Linked DNA regions of Mus musculus: regions 2 and 3 are each linked to region 1. A link is a contact called in public Hi-C data. All regions are on one chromosome and are shown on one strand. Each heading gives the region's core, a stretch centred on a gene start, on an enhancer-like site or on the middle of the called end of the contact. The rest is flanking DNA. Distances are from core to core; before and after follow the strand shown. Region 1 overlaps Tcf12 (transcription factor 12). Region 2 has its middle 56 kb from the start of Gm27188. Region 3 has its middle 55 kb from the start of Cgnl1.

What was found. A called contact is a pair of places that touch in the nucleus more often than the background predicts.
Region 2: a contact with region 1 is called in a Hi-C map of cerebellum, with 1.9 times the contacts expected there. The contact joins two enhancer-like sites. A contact is called at or near these places in 7 of 39 promoter capture datasets (the 3T3-L1 cell line, 3T3-L1-derived adipocytes, the C10 cell line and 3 more), 3 of 15 datasets of contacts at CTCF or cohesin (large pre-B cells, pro-B cells and stem cell-derived epiblast-like cells), 12 of 484 Hi-C or Micro-C datasets (B cells, the N1E-115 cell line, adipose-derived mesenchymal stem cells and 6 more), 5 of 115 datasets of contacts at active chromatin or transcription factors (bone marrow-derived dendritic cells, differentiating embryonic stem cells, embryonic stem cells and 2 more) and 2 of 9 other capture datasets (embryonic stem cells and embryonic tail).
Region 3: a Hi-C map of cerebellar granule neurons shows a contact between it and region 1, with 1.8 times the contacts expected there. The contact joins two enhancer-like sites. A contact is called at or near these places in 7 of 39 promoter capture datasets (the 3T3-L1 cell line, 3T3-L1-derived adipocytes, embryonic stem cells and 4 more), 3 of 15 datasets of contacts at CTCF or cohesin (the G1E-ER4 cell line, pro-B cells and stem cell-derived epiblast-like cells), 30 of 484 Hi-C or Micro-C datasets (the Ba/F3 cell line, the G1E-ER4 cell line, Sertoli cells and 20 more), 1 of 115 datasets of contacts at active chromatin or transcription factors (bone marrow-derived dendritic cells) and 3 of 9 other capture datasets (embryonic stem cells, embryonic tail and embryonic trunk).

Annotation. Positions count from the first base shown.
Region 1 is chr9:71,973,326-71,975,866 of GRCm38.p6, forward strand. The region is part of intron 5 of Tcf12 (transcription factor 12); the gene reads right to left. Among named protein-coding and RNA genes, the nearest start is that of Tcf12, 140 kb to the right of the region's middle. Within about 2 kb of position 1,281, at least 40 of the 459 cell types and tissues checked have an H3K27ac peak or open chromatin away from gene starts, as enhancers often do. A contact at or near this core is called in cerebellar granule neurons and cerebellum, where this site is marked.
Region 2 is chr9:72,195,970-72,198,510 of GRCm38.p6, forward strand. No RefSeq gene overlaps it. Among named protein-coding and RNA genes, the nearest start is that of Gm27188, 56 kb to the right of the region's middle. Within about 2 kb of position 1,277, at least 84 of the 459 cell types and tissues checked have an H3K27ac peak or open chromatin away from gene starts, as enhancers often do. A contact at or near this core is called in cerebellum, where this site is marked.
Region 3 is chr9:71,825,092-71,827,632 of GRCm38.p6, forward strand. No RefSeq gene overlaps it. Among named protein-coding and RNA genes, the nearest start is that of Cgnl1, 55 kb to the left of the region's middle. Within about 2 kb of position 1,265, at least 74 of the 459 cell types and tissues checked have an H3K27ac peak or open chromatin away from gene starts, as enhancers often do. A contact at or near this core is called in cerebellar granule neurons, where this site is marked.

The sequences.
Region 1 (2,541 bases), core at 31-2,530:
CATAAATGTGCAAATCACGTCTGAAAATGTTTCTGTTTCTTTGAGGGCCAATTCTCTATTTCATTCTTATATATAGTGAGGTACTATACTGGAAACCATGAACGTCCCAGGAACTTAAATTGAACATTTAAACACAATAGTGACTTGGGAGCTTACAGTTTAGTAACACTATGGAAGAAGATTAACTTTGTACAAGAGGTTCTAATATAAAAATTAGCAGCGTGTGTAGGCATACATCTGAAATCCCAGCACTTAGGAAGCTGAAGCATAAAGATTAATAGGCATAAGATTCTGTCTCCAAAAACCAAGGTTGGGCTCACTAATAGAAAAGGTAACTTGCTTAAAGCACACAAAAGCCTATGTTCAACCTACAACATTGAAAAAGAAAGCATACACTCACATATTTACATAGCAACACACAGAGGTACATAGCATCAAGATTTAATTTAAATAGACAGTGTAGAACTGCCTATAGTCAATGGATAATGTCAGTTCCACATATCACCTAAGTTTAGTTTCTTAGCAGATCATATCATGAAGATTATGTTCCACATTTCTTTCCCTCTGACCTAAACTCCATGTTAGCTCTCAGCACTCTTAGCAGCCTAGTAATTAATACTTGGTTACATTTTGTTTCTGGAGTTGCTTTTGGTTTTCTTATTCTCATTCAATCAATTAGAATGACTTTCATAGAGATACAGAATGAACCAAGGAACCAGCAGTCAGCAATTCTGCTTCATTACTGTTAACAAAACCAATAAACTTTGTTATGATTTATAAAATATCATTGCCAAAAGCAGAGACTTTTTAAAGACTTACAAATGCACATGATCTTCGGAAGATCATAACTAAAGAACATCAGAAAAGGCACTGATTTTCCTGTTCCCAGTCCTGAAGCAATCCAATAAATATAAAAGGGAAGAAGATCCACTTTAGACTCAAAAGATAGTGTCATAAGCTTATGTAAACCCGACTTAAAAATGCATGCACTAAATACACAGAAATAATCATCTTTCAAAGCATTTTACAAAAAGATTACACAAAAATCCAGGCTTTTCTTAGATTTTTTAAATCTTCCATTTCTTTTTAATATTTTGCTTCTTTAAAGAAAAATCTCCTTTTTCCAATTACAGAGAGGAAATAAAAAGAAATGCAACTCTTTTATGTAAAGTAAATCCATCTGGATGTTTGCTCCATCCCATACTAGAAACCTGTGATCCCCAACCAGAATGAGTTATAGGAAAGCTGCAGGCAAAATTGTCTCCATACAGCACAATCCATTATCCCTGTCAAGTTAATGTTCCGTGTTGAGCCATATGGCACGGGTACACATTCAACAAAGGAAATTCCTTAAACTTGTTATAATCAGCACTTGCAGTCATCCAAAAAACTGACATAAACAGCTTTATTGTGTTTAGCACATTTCAGTTAATATCCATGACAAAAACAGGAAACAGTACAGGAAAAGGAGGAGGAATGTGGGGAGCAGTGTTATTTAAAAAAATCACCACACACACACACACACACCCTCAAACTGTGCATTTTATAATTAGGCTTTTGTCATTGTTGCTGTTGGCCTAAGCAAGTGATTTTCAATTACAGTAAGCACACCAACCTCTCCAGAGTGATCTACTGGGGCAGACTTAAGAGGGAAAAAAATTAATGACAGCAATTTTCCATGGTATGAGCAAAACTAAACCTTGAAATTCTAGTGATTCAGATAAATCAGTTCTGGCAAAATAACAAAACTCTAAATCCTTATATTTGTTTTCTTTCTACAGTCATTTTATAATTGTTAAAATGCAACTGAGCTTTATTAAGGAAAAAGAAACCAACGCAATTTAAGTAAAGTATCTTCATATGCATTTAAGAGCAGGTCACAGAAAATCAAGGGCTCCCACAAGCCTTTGGTACTCGGCACATCAACTCTAGTCAAGGTATAAGTAGAGCAGAACTTCATTTCAGCCCCCGCAGTGACAACAATAAAATGCTGAGAAAACACACTATCAAATACTGAACTCAGCATCAATTTCTGTTAATTACAGCCTTGTCAGCAACGTGATTATTCAAACAACTCATGCAAATGTTAATGAGGCCTTATTTGCATATTTATTTTTTCCTTTGTTGAAATGTCATTGATTATTACATTCTACTATGATGAATGTGGCTGATGATGTGCTCTGATATGTAATTAGTCATTAGGTAGAATGAATAGATCAATTATGAAAAAGGACTAAGATTAAGAAATATCAAACAAGACCGCCCAACGTAACTATAGAATCTTTTTTTAAAAGGACCTAATAAATAATTTCTTGACATTTAAACTGCAACATCAGTAGTTTTCGATAAATAAAGGACTACTTTTGTGAGGTTAAATGAAGGCTTAAAAATACATCAGTACTCTGATAATCCAATTACGATCACAGAAACCATCTCTAGAAAAAAACCTGAAAGCCACCTAGAATTTAATTGTCAGGAAAACAAGCAGCAAAGGAGAATTGAATCTGTTTTAAGCTCACACAATTCAGAAATAAAGTGTAT
Region 2 (2,541 bases), core at 27-2,526, 220 kb after region 1:
GGGATTGGGACCAGAAACAGGTACAGCTTCCAAAGACAGTCTTTTCTTTTGCCAGCCAGGCCCCAACTCAAGTTTCCCATAGCTTTGAAATTAGTACCACAAACTGGAGACTGAGTAGTCAAACATGAAACTATGGGGAACATTCTAGATTCAAACCACAACTGGATCCTCTGACTCCCTTTCTCCACTGAGTCTTTACTCTGGCTCATTTGTCTTTAGCTTGTCTTGGGCTTGCCTAGCCCAATTTTAGTAAGCATCCTTCAATGTATTAAGACGTTTGACACCCAAATACCCTTGATATATGATTAACTCTTTAAACCCTTTCCTTTGCTACGAGGCCTGTGTTCAGCAGCAAAGCTAACATATCAATTTAGAAAGAGTGTTCTCAGTCCAGTGTCCCCTTTTGGCCATTCTGCTCAATGGCCATCAACCCTTACTTGACTTTGTCTGCCACAAGATCTTGATCCTTCTTACCTTCTGGGGGTACAGTCTACCCCTACTGAGAAGAAATCTTCCTATGTTTACAAGTGACAGAATCATGTTAGCTCTCAAAGAGTCACAAGGAGAGTGGGGTTTCCTGATCGGTGGATGAGGTAGAAGCCCTTAAATCCAGCACCACTCGGATGCTGTTCTGTCCGTCTCCTCCTTACTTTTGGAAACCTTAAAATCGTAACTTGTCCTACGGGCACTTACCCTTTCTCTTTACTTTTGGCTGTTGAACACATCTCATGGCAGTCACTAATTCATCCCACGGAATGGAATAAGAACCATTTAATATGATTATCTTCTCCATTAAAGCTGTCATCATAATTAGAGCCGCAGTGAACTGTTTGCCAGGAATGATAACTTCTGCCAAGAAAAACTTGGGTGTCATTTTAGAAAAATTCTTAGGTGGGGGAGGAGAAGATCAGAACCATCTGTGTGAAGAGCCAAAGCTAAATAATGATCGGCAGAGCCCCTTTCCCCGTCTGCCAAACTCTGGCTGGCCAGCCAACTGGACCTTGCCAAAGATGCTGGACGGAACCAGCTTTCAAGGTAGCACAAGGGGCACGCCCTCTCCAAGGAAGAGAGCCTTCAGAAAAACCAGTGGCAAATCCAAATCAGACTTTCCTGTGCAGGCTGTCTTTAAAAGTTACAAATATATTTGTTTGCAACCCCACGGTTTCCAGGGCAACCACCTGAGCCAGGACAGAAGCAGAAGGCTAGACTGGGACCACCCACTGCAACTCTCATTTTATTCTGATGGCAAGAACCTCTATACCGACTCAGAGTGTTTGTCAGGCCTCTTGCTGTGAGTCACTGGAATAACATTTTGCCCTGGTGGAAGAGTGCCACAGGCTGCTGCTCCCTCAACCCCAATACCGAGATGCTTTTAAATGGAACCAAACATCCCAGGAGAGTTTTCTCAGCACAAGAATTACTTTGTCGCACATTTTTAGATTACGCTGTAAATTATAGATTTAAAAAAATACATTATGCTAATTTCTTCCAGCGTGTCTTTTAGTTATTTTTAGGGAAAGTGTCTTTGGAATTGAGCTTCGCTGTTAAGTGACGAGGAGAGGAGATAAGAATAAAACGAAGACAGAAGGATGTGTAGGACTCTGGCTGTGGCTGCATCACACTCGGGCACTTGGGAATGAGCAGTTTGTGTCCAGTGTGGATTTCAGCTGATGTCAGTGGAAGTCGATCTGGCTCGGGAGTCATTAGGCTTGGGCGTGCCTTCTCTTTCTGCAACTGTTTTGGATGTGTGACTTTGAAACAATTTGATTCATTTTCCTAAGAGTCCCCTAATCTATGAAATGAGTGTGTTCGGCAAGATCTCTAAGGGGCTTCTGCTCCTTGCACTGCGTGCTGAAACTGAGTTGAATGTCCTCACAGCCCTTGAACAGATGGTGTTGACTAGCTTTATAAGGAATAAACAAACACAGCTGTGAGCATTAGAGAAAATTCAGCAGTACAAAACCCTTGCCCCGTGTTCTTCATGATGGCGCGTTGCACTGGGCAGTTGGCTGGTTCTTTCCCTTTGATTATATATGCTTGACCCTTCTGTATGCTTGTTTTAGACAGGATTCAGAAACAGGCCACAAGAACCAGTCAAGTTGTTTAAGCAGTAGGGTGTAGGGAGTCGGAAATCCACGTGTCAAGTACTGCATGAGGAGACGACGGACCATGGGAACACTCCCAGCATCTCAGCGTAGAATCCACCTGTCCAGAAGACATCTCTCCAACAACCAGGCAAGGTGCCTCATTTGGGTGCCAAGATTGTGGGAAAACTCTACCAATAAAGGTCAAAGATTATCATTGATCAAATAGCCTTCTGGGGCTTGCCGTGTAATGGGGGAGTCCCTTCTCAGGCCTTGTCTGGGGTATTCTAAGCCCTCACATTTGCCTCTACCTGAGGAATGTCATGTGTCCTCAACTAGTGTACAGGATCAATTTCCTTAAGCTGACAGCACCTGATATTCTTGAAGTGCTTCCCTCATGCTAATGAGATGTGCCAAGTCCCCAGCCCCTGACCTTTGCCCATCCTGGATGTCCCTA
Region 3 (2,541 bases), core at 15-2,514, 150 kb before region 1:
TTTGAGTAACTCACAAGGCTCAGGAAGTCTCTGAAGCTTATTAGATTTACAAGGCCCCTCCCTCCTCAACCTTAGAGAAAGAATAAGGACTGCCAGGGATAGGAGACTCTGACCTGTCCTGCAGCATGCAAGTCAGGCAGACACTTCCAGGGTTGTCTGTCATGTCCTTGCACAGCTTGGGTTTTAGGGAAATCAAGAAATAGCTGACTGGGGCCAAGCAGACTGGACTCTCTGATGGAGAAGCCTCAGCACCCTAGAAATTAGTCTGTTTATTTTGGTGAACAAGGAGGTGGGGCTTATGGTGCACAGCTGGACAAGGAGACAGGTTTAGCTCTAAACTTGGTAGAAGCAGGCTCTGTAAGGGAATAGTCTTCAGGCTATAAACATGGTGGGTTGTGGGGGAAGCTATGTAGACACTTTCTTCATGCACCATTAATTGACATTAGCACTTGGACAAGAGAAAAACTTTGCCAGCCCTCTGAGCCTCATGAGGGGAAGACTTTGCCACTCCCATAGGGCTGAAGAGTTGGGATCCTCGACGTGGCCGTTCCCATGCCAACAACACTTCAAGACTTCACTTGCTCCACACAATTCAGATTTGGGAGTTTTCAGCCATATGGTATGGGCTTTTAGCAGTGAAGCAACTTTTGAGTGACCCATGTGTGGTCCCTGTAAATGACCAATAGGCTAATTGTTGGACTTGGTTGGTATCCTTACTTTGGTCTGCTTTTGGTTGGAGAACAGACATTTGTTAACATCTTCCCACAAATAGTGTCACATAACACCCTCCCCTCCGGTCTCTTCACTAGTCCGGATGCCAAGCTCTCTCCCTCACATGCCTCTTTCCTGTGACTCTCAGCCTGGACCAGCTCCTGGCTGGCTAGCACTGGAGCCCCCTGTGTAAACACCTGCAAAGTGATGGAGCCGTGCTTCTGACTGCCTGGGAGTGGGAGTCCGGAGCACAAGCTGTTTGCTCTCGTAGGACAGAGCGCTGGGGTCCCCATGCCTCTGCTGTTCCCGTCCGCTGTGGGACAGATTGCCCAGTGGGTCCTGAGTGGCATTTGGGTTTTGCAGTTGCTCTGGGGTTGTTGCCAGGACAAGGCTTCTGCCCAATCCCCCAAGTGACGCACTTCCAAGGCTTTTAAAAATAGAAATCCGAAAGCTGTTTCATTGCCAAGACACTGCAAGGTTCTGGCTCCCGAAGCCAAGGCCAAGCTGGAAACTCAGCCTTGAAGCTTTGAGCGGAAAGTGAGTTCCTCTTGCTTTGCCTCAGATGCTCTGTGAGCACCATCGCCTCCTGACTGAGTCATGTGCTGGGCAGTGGTCACCAGCAGAGGCCAGCTGTCAGTGCTATAATTACCATGACGATGGAGGTTACCTCCCCATCCCTCCTGACTAATAAGCCCAGCACACTGGGCGGAGGCTGTAAGGGGAGTGTGGAACCTGGGTGCTGGACCATGAGTGTCTGATGGAGTCAGGGCCACTGTGTTCCTGCATTTTTATATTTGCAAATCAGACATCAGAACCCCAAGCTGCCATAGGTCCAGACAGGTTTTGAGTGATTTTAAGAGGCTCTGATGAAGAAAGATATACTGGCTGCATTTGAGTCAGCTCCACACAAGTTAGAGTCATCAGAGAGGAAGGAGCCTCAGTTGAGGAAATGCCCCCATGAGATCCAGTTGTAAGGCATTTTCTCAGTGACCAATGAAGGTGGGCCCAGTGTGTGATAGGTGGTGCCATCTCTGGGCTGGTGGTCCTGGGTTCTATATGAAAGCAAGCAAGCCGGGGGAAGCAAGGCAGTAAACAGCATCCCTCCATGACCTCTGCGTCAGCTCTTGACTTAGGTTGCTGCCCTGCTGAGTTCCTGTCCTGACTTCCTTCAACAATGAAAAACAGTGTGTAAGCCAGATAAACCCTTGTCTCCTCAACTAGTTTTTTTGGTCATGGTGTTCTATGCAATAGAAATTCTAACTCAAAAGTTCATGTATTATTTTCTTTGGGGGTTGTTTTTGCCCAAATTTGTTTTCATACAGATATATACATATATCTGCATACACAGTGACAAATACCCAATCTTTATCCAGTAGAACCCCGCCATACTCAGATATCCTGGAGATGTTCCCGAAAGCCTAGGTATGACAGTCTTCACACACACTCACTAGGGAGCACTCTAATCAGATAAGTTCATGTGGATCCAGAACTCGATGTACCTCTCCATCAGCACTTCATCCTGCATAGACTACTCTGCCAACTTTTTGTCCACCTGCTCATGGATATCCAGGCTCTTAGAGACACATTGGTCCAAGAGCACAGACTTGCCTTTGATCGGCTCTGCTTCCTTGCAGTGGGGAGCCGCGCATGTCTGGTGGCAGGCCCTGGTCATTCTATTGCATTATCTCCACCAGTATCTCTATCATCTATTATCTCCACCATCTCCCCTGTGGCCAGCTACTGGGCTCTGAGTAGATCCATGTCAACCCAACTCTGTGGAGAGAATAGCCTTCTGGTCTCTAGTCCACAGTCTGGGACAGGTTCCAGCTC